Linked DNA regions of Sus scrofa: region 1 is linked to region 2. A link is a contact called in public Hi-C data. All regions are on one chromosome and are shown on one strand. Each heading gives the region's core, a stretch centred on a gene start, on an enhancer-like site or on the middle of the called end of the contact. The rest is flanking DNA. Distances are from core to core; before and after follow the strand shown. Region 1 holds the start of C17H8orf4 (protein C8orf4 homolog). Region 2 holds the start of IDO2 (indoleamine 2,3-dioxygenase 2).

What was found. Hi-C and Micro-C count contacts between places; a contact is called where the count stands out from the background.
Region 1: a Hi-C map of liver shows a contact between it and region 2, with 7 times the contacts expected there. The contact joins the promoter of C17H8orf4 here to the promoter of IDO2 in region 2. A contact is called at or near these places in 1 of 47 Hi-C or Micro-C datasets (liver) and 1 of 2 datasets of contacts at active chromatin or transcription factors (alveolar macrophages).

Annotation. Positions count from the first base shown.
Region 1 is chr17:9,440,140-9,443,516 of Sscrofa11.1, forward strand. C17H8orf4 (protein C8orf4 homolog) reads left to right here and starts at 1,349. Exons shown (of 1, transcript XM_003360552.4): 1 at 1,349-2,914. The coding sequence starts at 1,627. The coding sequence ends at 1,947.
Region 2 is chr17:9,275,400-9,278,804 of Sscrofa11.1, forward strand. IDO2 (indoleamine 2,3-dioxygenase 2) reads left to right here and starts at 1,640. Exons shown (of 12, transcript XM_021077736.1): 1 at 1,640-1,884.

The sequences.
Region 1 (3,377 bases), core at 99-2,598, 160 kb after region 2:
CGACTAGGAACCATGAGGTTGCAGGTTCGATCCCTGCCCTTGCTCAGTGGGTTAAGGATCCGGCATTGCCAAGAGCTGTGGTGTAGGTCACAGATTCAGCTTGGATCCCGCGTTGCTGTGGCTCTGGCGTAGGCCGGTGGCTACAGCTCTGATTAGACCCCTAGCCTGGGAACCTCCATATGCCACAGGAGTGGCCCAAGAGATGGCAAAAAGACAAAAAATAAAAATTGCCCTTTACTAAATACTGATGGAAAAATGAGTCCAATGAATACATGAGTGAACGAATGAAGGTATGAGAAGAGTCTCAAACTTGGTTTTCAAGTGAGGTACTTTCACCACATTTTTTCAGATTTTTCTAGATAACTAGATGAGAGGAAAACAAAGGCCGGCCCTGTCTCTGAGCATCCTAGGACCCAGCAGCAGGTCCCCAAAGAGAAATCACTGGGTACTGGGATACTGACACTTAACATGTAATGTTCCATTCATGAGTGAGGACAGTGACTGGCTGAATATCGTGAATGTGGAAAGAAGTGATTTATTTATTTTTATTTTTATTTTTTATCCAACATTTTGTTGGAGTGTAGTTGCTTTACAAGGCTGTATTAATTTCTGCTGTGCAGCAAAGGGCTTCTGTCATACATATACACACATCCACTCTTTTTCAGATTCTTTCCCCATATAGGTTATCACAGAATATTGAGTTGAGTTTCCTGTTGGGAAGAACCCATTTAAATTCTTCCAAAGAAGGTATTGCTCTGACTATGTCTGGGTGCTGCCAAAATAAACATTAAAGGAATATGTCAACTCATTCCTTTGGGTGCTAGGTACATAAAGCGCCTTTGAAGTTGTCCTCCCTAATTTTTTTTTTTTTTGATACTGTTGTTGATGTGTACTTAAACCTAAGGAGATGTTGGCTGTCATGACTATTACTTTTATGAAATTCCAATTTAATTCAGTTATTACAGATTAGCTCTTGTCTGCAGCTGGCTCTGAACTGTCATGGACTCAGGCTGTGTCCTGTCTGTGTTTTGAACAGACTCCCATTTGGAATCGGTGTCCTGGATTGTTAAGCTTCTCTTCATAGCCCGGGAATCGCCCTGTGGAGCAATGTCTAAAGGGGACGGTGTGGGCTGCCAAATGTTTGAACTGTCCTCTAGCAACTTCTCTAGAAATTAAGGCTGCTAGCAGAACTTTTTGTTTGGGTCCTGTTTGGAAAGATTTTGAGGGTGTTAGCCACACTGTTTGTCTCTTATCTTGGCGGTGGTTGTCCTGGTTTCAGCTTTTTTTTTTTTTTTTTTTTTTTTTCCCCTATAGAAGGGCCCAAGTCTGTTTAATGCTCTTGCCACCGACTAGGGAGAAAGAAATCCCCCCCACCCCTACTCCCACCCCCGTTCAACCCCATCCCTGAGCACAGCTGTTAGGAACCCTTTGCAGGGGATGGAGATTTTGGCAACTCAACTGTTAAACCGGTCTCTGATCACTCAGCCTCCAGATCACTCTGATGTCACCACTGTAATCTGAGCCCTGAGCTTTGTTCACCCTTTAAATAGCCGACCCGGGACCGATTTCGCTACAGACTCTCTGGAGAGCCTTGGAGCAGAATTCCCGAAGATTCCCACATCATCGATGAAAGCAAAGCCAAGCCACCCAGCCGTCAGCATGTCCACCTCGCTGCGCGTGAGCCCGTCCATCCGCGGCTACCACTTCGACACGGCCTCCCGCAAGAAAGCCGTGGGCAACATCTTTGAAAACATAGACCAAGAAGCGCTCCAGAGGCTCTTCAAAAACTCGGGGGACAAGAAAGCAGAGGAGAGAGCGAAGATCATTTTCGCCATCGATCAGGATCTGGAGGAGAAAACGCGAGCCCTGATGGCCCTGAAGAAGAGGACGAAAGACAAGCTCTTCCAGTTTCTGAAACTGGAGAAATATTCCATCAAAGTTCACTGAGGACCAGGAGATGGATAAGGACCTTATCCAAGAACGGACGTTTAAAGAGCACCTGAGTCCGCGAGACCCTAATACACACACAGCATCTCGCGGTTGCTGCCTTGCAAGTTTCTCTTGCACCAGGACCTGAGGACTCTGAGGCAGGAAAGGAGCAGATGAACTGGTTACAAAGACTCCGATCAACTTCACGTCTGTGCTGTGATAGCCGCTGTGACAGCGGAGACAGAAATGCTTGCAGCCGGCACTGGAAAATTCTCCCCCGGGGAAAGGACTGATGCTCACGTTGGGAGAAAAGTCTGGACAGATGTAATTGTAATGAGAATTCAATATAACAGAAGGCTGGAGAAGAATTGCAGCCAGGGTCTTAGAGTCAGACCCTAGGACTTAAACTCAACCGGAACTTTTTTTTTTTTTTTTTTTTTTTCCTTTAAGCAAACTGGGTGGTGGGAGGGAGATGGGAGAGAACGCACAGGAGAGAGACTTTCACATGGCAATGGCTTACCGACTTTTTTATTTGAATGTTCAAAATATTGCCAAGCTTCAGTGTTGTCTATGGGTCGTTTTTTTAAGAGATCAGTGATTGATCATTTATTTGCATTTATTACAATGCCTTAAAAGTGCACCGCAGGGGTGGAGGTACAAATTTAAGGAACTGTGGTGTTTTCAGCAGCTCCGTGAAACCGTACGCCACCTTCTGGTTATTAAGGGTTTTTTATGCATTTCACATCGGTTGCACAAGTTAAATGATGGGGTCCTTCATAAATCCAAAATACTGTGAATGAACTTTACAGTTTTTTTTTAAATCTTCTAACTAATGCTAAAATATAACCTAAATTTCTCTTAGCTACTGCAGTAAGCATTAGGAAGTGAATATGATACACTTAATAGTTTATAAATATGCTACGGTTTCTATAATTTATTATACATGACAAATGATATGCAACCTTAATAAATTATTATAAACGTAGCTGTTCTTGGTGTGTGATGATTGATCTCAAAGGAAAAATAAGGTGGTAATTTTTATTCTTATAAACTTTTCTAAGGATTTTACTCTAGGAATATAAGGTACTTTTGAAGTAACTTTAGATCAATTGTCATACTTATTCAAAGCAAATTCTTACATAAAGTATATAGAGAGTTTCTCTGCCCTAACTTTAAAATATAAGATACCAACATAGAAATTCATGGGTTGACATCAGTATAGTTGTTTATGTGTCCACGGAGGGTGAGTTTTAAAAGGCTTTTCTCTCCATATTTTTGAAAATTTTCCTCTCTGGCTATAGTAGCTGTGTACATTTATTTCTCCCAAAACAATATACTTGGGGGTTAGAGTCTGAATTATGATGAAGATTTTGTGGATTATCAATGTTTATTTAATACAAACCAATATGGGAATAACATTATGGTCTCTTTGCCCATTTCCTCATAAA
Region 2 (3,405 bases), core at 390-2,889:
TAGTACTCACTCAGCCAGTAATTAGTGGAGCTCCAGTCCATGGAGTTATTCACATGGGTGTGCCTCAGTTTACTGATCTGTAAAATGGATCTGGTAGAATCTGGTTCATATATAAAATCTCCCATCTTAGGGCTCCGTTCTCAAAGATGTTTAATGAAAGTACAGGGTTAGGTGTTCCCATTGTGACTCAATGGGTTAAGGACCCAATGTTGTCTCTTTGAGGATGTGGGTTCAGTCCCTAGCCTCACTAAGTGGGTTAAGAATCTAGCATTGCCACAAGCTGTGGCATAGGTTGCAAAGGAGACTCAGATCCTTTGTTGCTGTGGCTGTGGCTGTGGAGTAGGCCGGCAGCTGAAGCTCCGATTGGACCCCTAGCTTGGGAACTTCCATATGCTGCAGGTGCAGCCATAAAAAGAAAAAAAAAAATGTGCAGGATTAAATCAAATATTCTGTTGGCTTTTCTTAAGTTGGTTATTACCTGTTACCTCATTTGTTAAACTTAACAGAATTATATATCCTCCTTTAACTGTCATTGAAGCTTTCAAAAATAAGTAATGGTATTACTTAAGGTAAAATCAAAATAATCCTAATCTTAGAATATGCTGTACAAAACACCTCTGAGGTTCTGATATGTATTTAGGGTCTCCCCAGTCCGCTCATGTCCAATCACTGAAATATTTGTCTAAATGTAACTAACTTTCAGTTTTAATAGTTTACCCCTTTGACACAAAGATCCAGCTGTCAAAGTTCATTATGGACTAAGTTCCTGTCAGGGGACTGGGATCATCTGCCACCAAAAACCCTGTTCATTTCCCCTTTCCCAAGGGAGAACAGATACATCTTTGGTTTTAAAATCAACCTGCTTTATTTGTATTATATTGGAGTATAGTTGACTTACAGTGGTGTATTAGTTTCAGGTGTACAGCAAAGTGGATTCATCTATACATACATATATATGCATGCTTTTTTAGATTCTGTTCACATCTGGGTTATGACAGAGTACTGAGCAGAGTTCCCTGTGCTGTATAGCAGGTCCTTGTGGGTTATCTCCTTTATATACAGTAATGTGTATAGATTAATCCTAGACTCCTAATTTACTCCGCCATCCTATGTTTCAGTTTTGGTAACCATAAGTTTCTTTTTCAAGTCTGTGAGTCTGTCTCTGCTTTTTAAATAAGAAGTGCCCATTTGCATCTTTTTTTTTTTTTTTTTAAAGGGCCACACCATAGTATATAGAAGTTCCTGGGCCAGGGGTCCAATAAGAGCTGCGTTTGCAGGACTACACCACAGCAACACTGGATCCGAGCCTCATCTGCAACCTACACCATTGCTTGGAGCAATGCCGGATCCTCAACCCACTGATCGAGGCCAGGGACAGAACCGAATTCTCATGGAGATTATGTCGGGTTCTTAACCCACTGAGCCACAGCGAGAACACCTGTATCTTTTCTTTAAAGAATCAATCTTTTTGTATTCCCATGTATGAAAAGAAAAAGGGGATTTTTTCTTTTTCTTTTTCTTTTTCTTTTTTTTTTTTTTTTTTTTTGACTTGAGGTAGTTGTCTGCCTGTTTGTTTTAACCAGCAGTCCTTGCTTACTCAGCTTTGTGTCGTGAGAAAGTCCAGGACAGTGTGGAATTTAACCTCAGACCAAGGTTCTCCCCTGTTCCCTAGAAAACTGCGAGGAAAAGGTACCATTTGAAAACTCCTTTAACCTGGCCTTTTGATACATTTGGAGCAGTTGTCTCCTTAGCAGCAGCCCCGGTGTGGATACTTCAGACAAAATTATGGAGCCACAGAGTCAGAATTTGAAGACAACACCTCCATTGACTTTAGAAAGATTTCACATTTCTGAAGAGTATGGCTTTCTTCTTCCAAATCCTCTGGTAAGAATAGAGGCTTGGAGCACGTTTCTTAAGATGCTGATTTGTGTGTTAATTTGTTTAGTGGGTGTGGTCATTAAAAAGGTGTAATATATGGAGCTCCCTGATGGCTCAGTGGGTTAAGGATCTGGCCTTGTCACTGTAGCAGCTCAGGTTGTTGCTGTATTGTGAGTTCGATTCCTAGCCGAGGAATTTCCACATGCTGTGGGTGCAGCACACACAAAAAAATACCATAGAAAGAAAGAAAGAAAACAAAGAAAAAGAGAGAGAGGTAATTTAAATACCAAGTCATTCATGTGGGACAGATAATACAAATAAGGCAAAGTGTGATTGCCTACAGAAGTGGCAGCAACAACAGCAGAGGAGAGTTTGTTTTAATGTCAGGTGACTTTTTGCTTTTTGTTTCTGTTTTTTGTCTTTTTAGGGCCTTAAAGCATATGGAGGTTCCAGGCAAGGGGTTGATTTGGAGCTGTGGCAGGCCTACACCACAGCCACAGCAACTCAGGATCCAAGATGCGTCTGCAACCTACACCACAGCTCATGGCAACGCCAGATCTTTAATCCCCTGAGTGAGGCCAGGGATCGAACCGGTGTCCTCATGGATGCTAGTCAGATTCATTTCCACTGAGCCATAATGGGAACTCCTAATGACAGGTTTTTAACAATTTTTTAAATTTATTTAATTTTTTTGGCTACCCCCACGGCATGCCAAATTTCCCAGGCCAAGAATCAAACCCAAGCCCCAGCAGTGACGGCATTCTTAACTGCTAGGCCACCAGGGAAATCCTATGTCATTTTCTTTTTTTTAACACATAAAACTGTATTTAATTCATCTTGTATTGTTGAACATTTAGGTTACTTTCATGATTTTTTCATAGCATGATGAGTACCTTTTGCATAATTAAAGATAATTCTGTAAAATTATTTAATTGCCAGTTTCTTCAAGGTACATGTTTAGGTTCCATTTTTTAAAATAGTTTTCTTAAGAGTTTTTTTTTTTTTTTTGAGGGGAGTATTTTTTAAATTTAATTTTATTGGAGTATAGTTGACTTATAATGTTGAATTAATTTTGGGTTCACAACAAAGTGTATCGTCATACATATAAATACATCCATTCTTTTTTCCCATATAGGTTATGACAAACTATTGAGTAGATTTCCCTGTGCTATACAGTGGGTTCTCATTAATCATCTACTTTATACAGTAGTGTGTATGTGTAATTCCTACCCTCCCAATTCTTTCTCTCTGCCCCCAATGTTTTGGCCTATGGTAACTGTAAGATTGGAAATCTGTAAGCTTGTTTCTGTTTTTTTTTTTTTAGTTAAGTTATTTTGTATCATTTTTATTAGATTCCACATGTAAGTGATAGTCTATGATATTTGTCTTTTGCTGTCTGACTTACTTCACTTAATGTGACAATCTCTAGGTCCATCCATGCTGTTGCAAGTGGCATTATCTCATTCCTTTTGTGGCTGAGTGATATCCCATGATATGCGCCACAGCTTCTTTATCCATTCCTCTGCT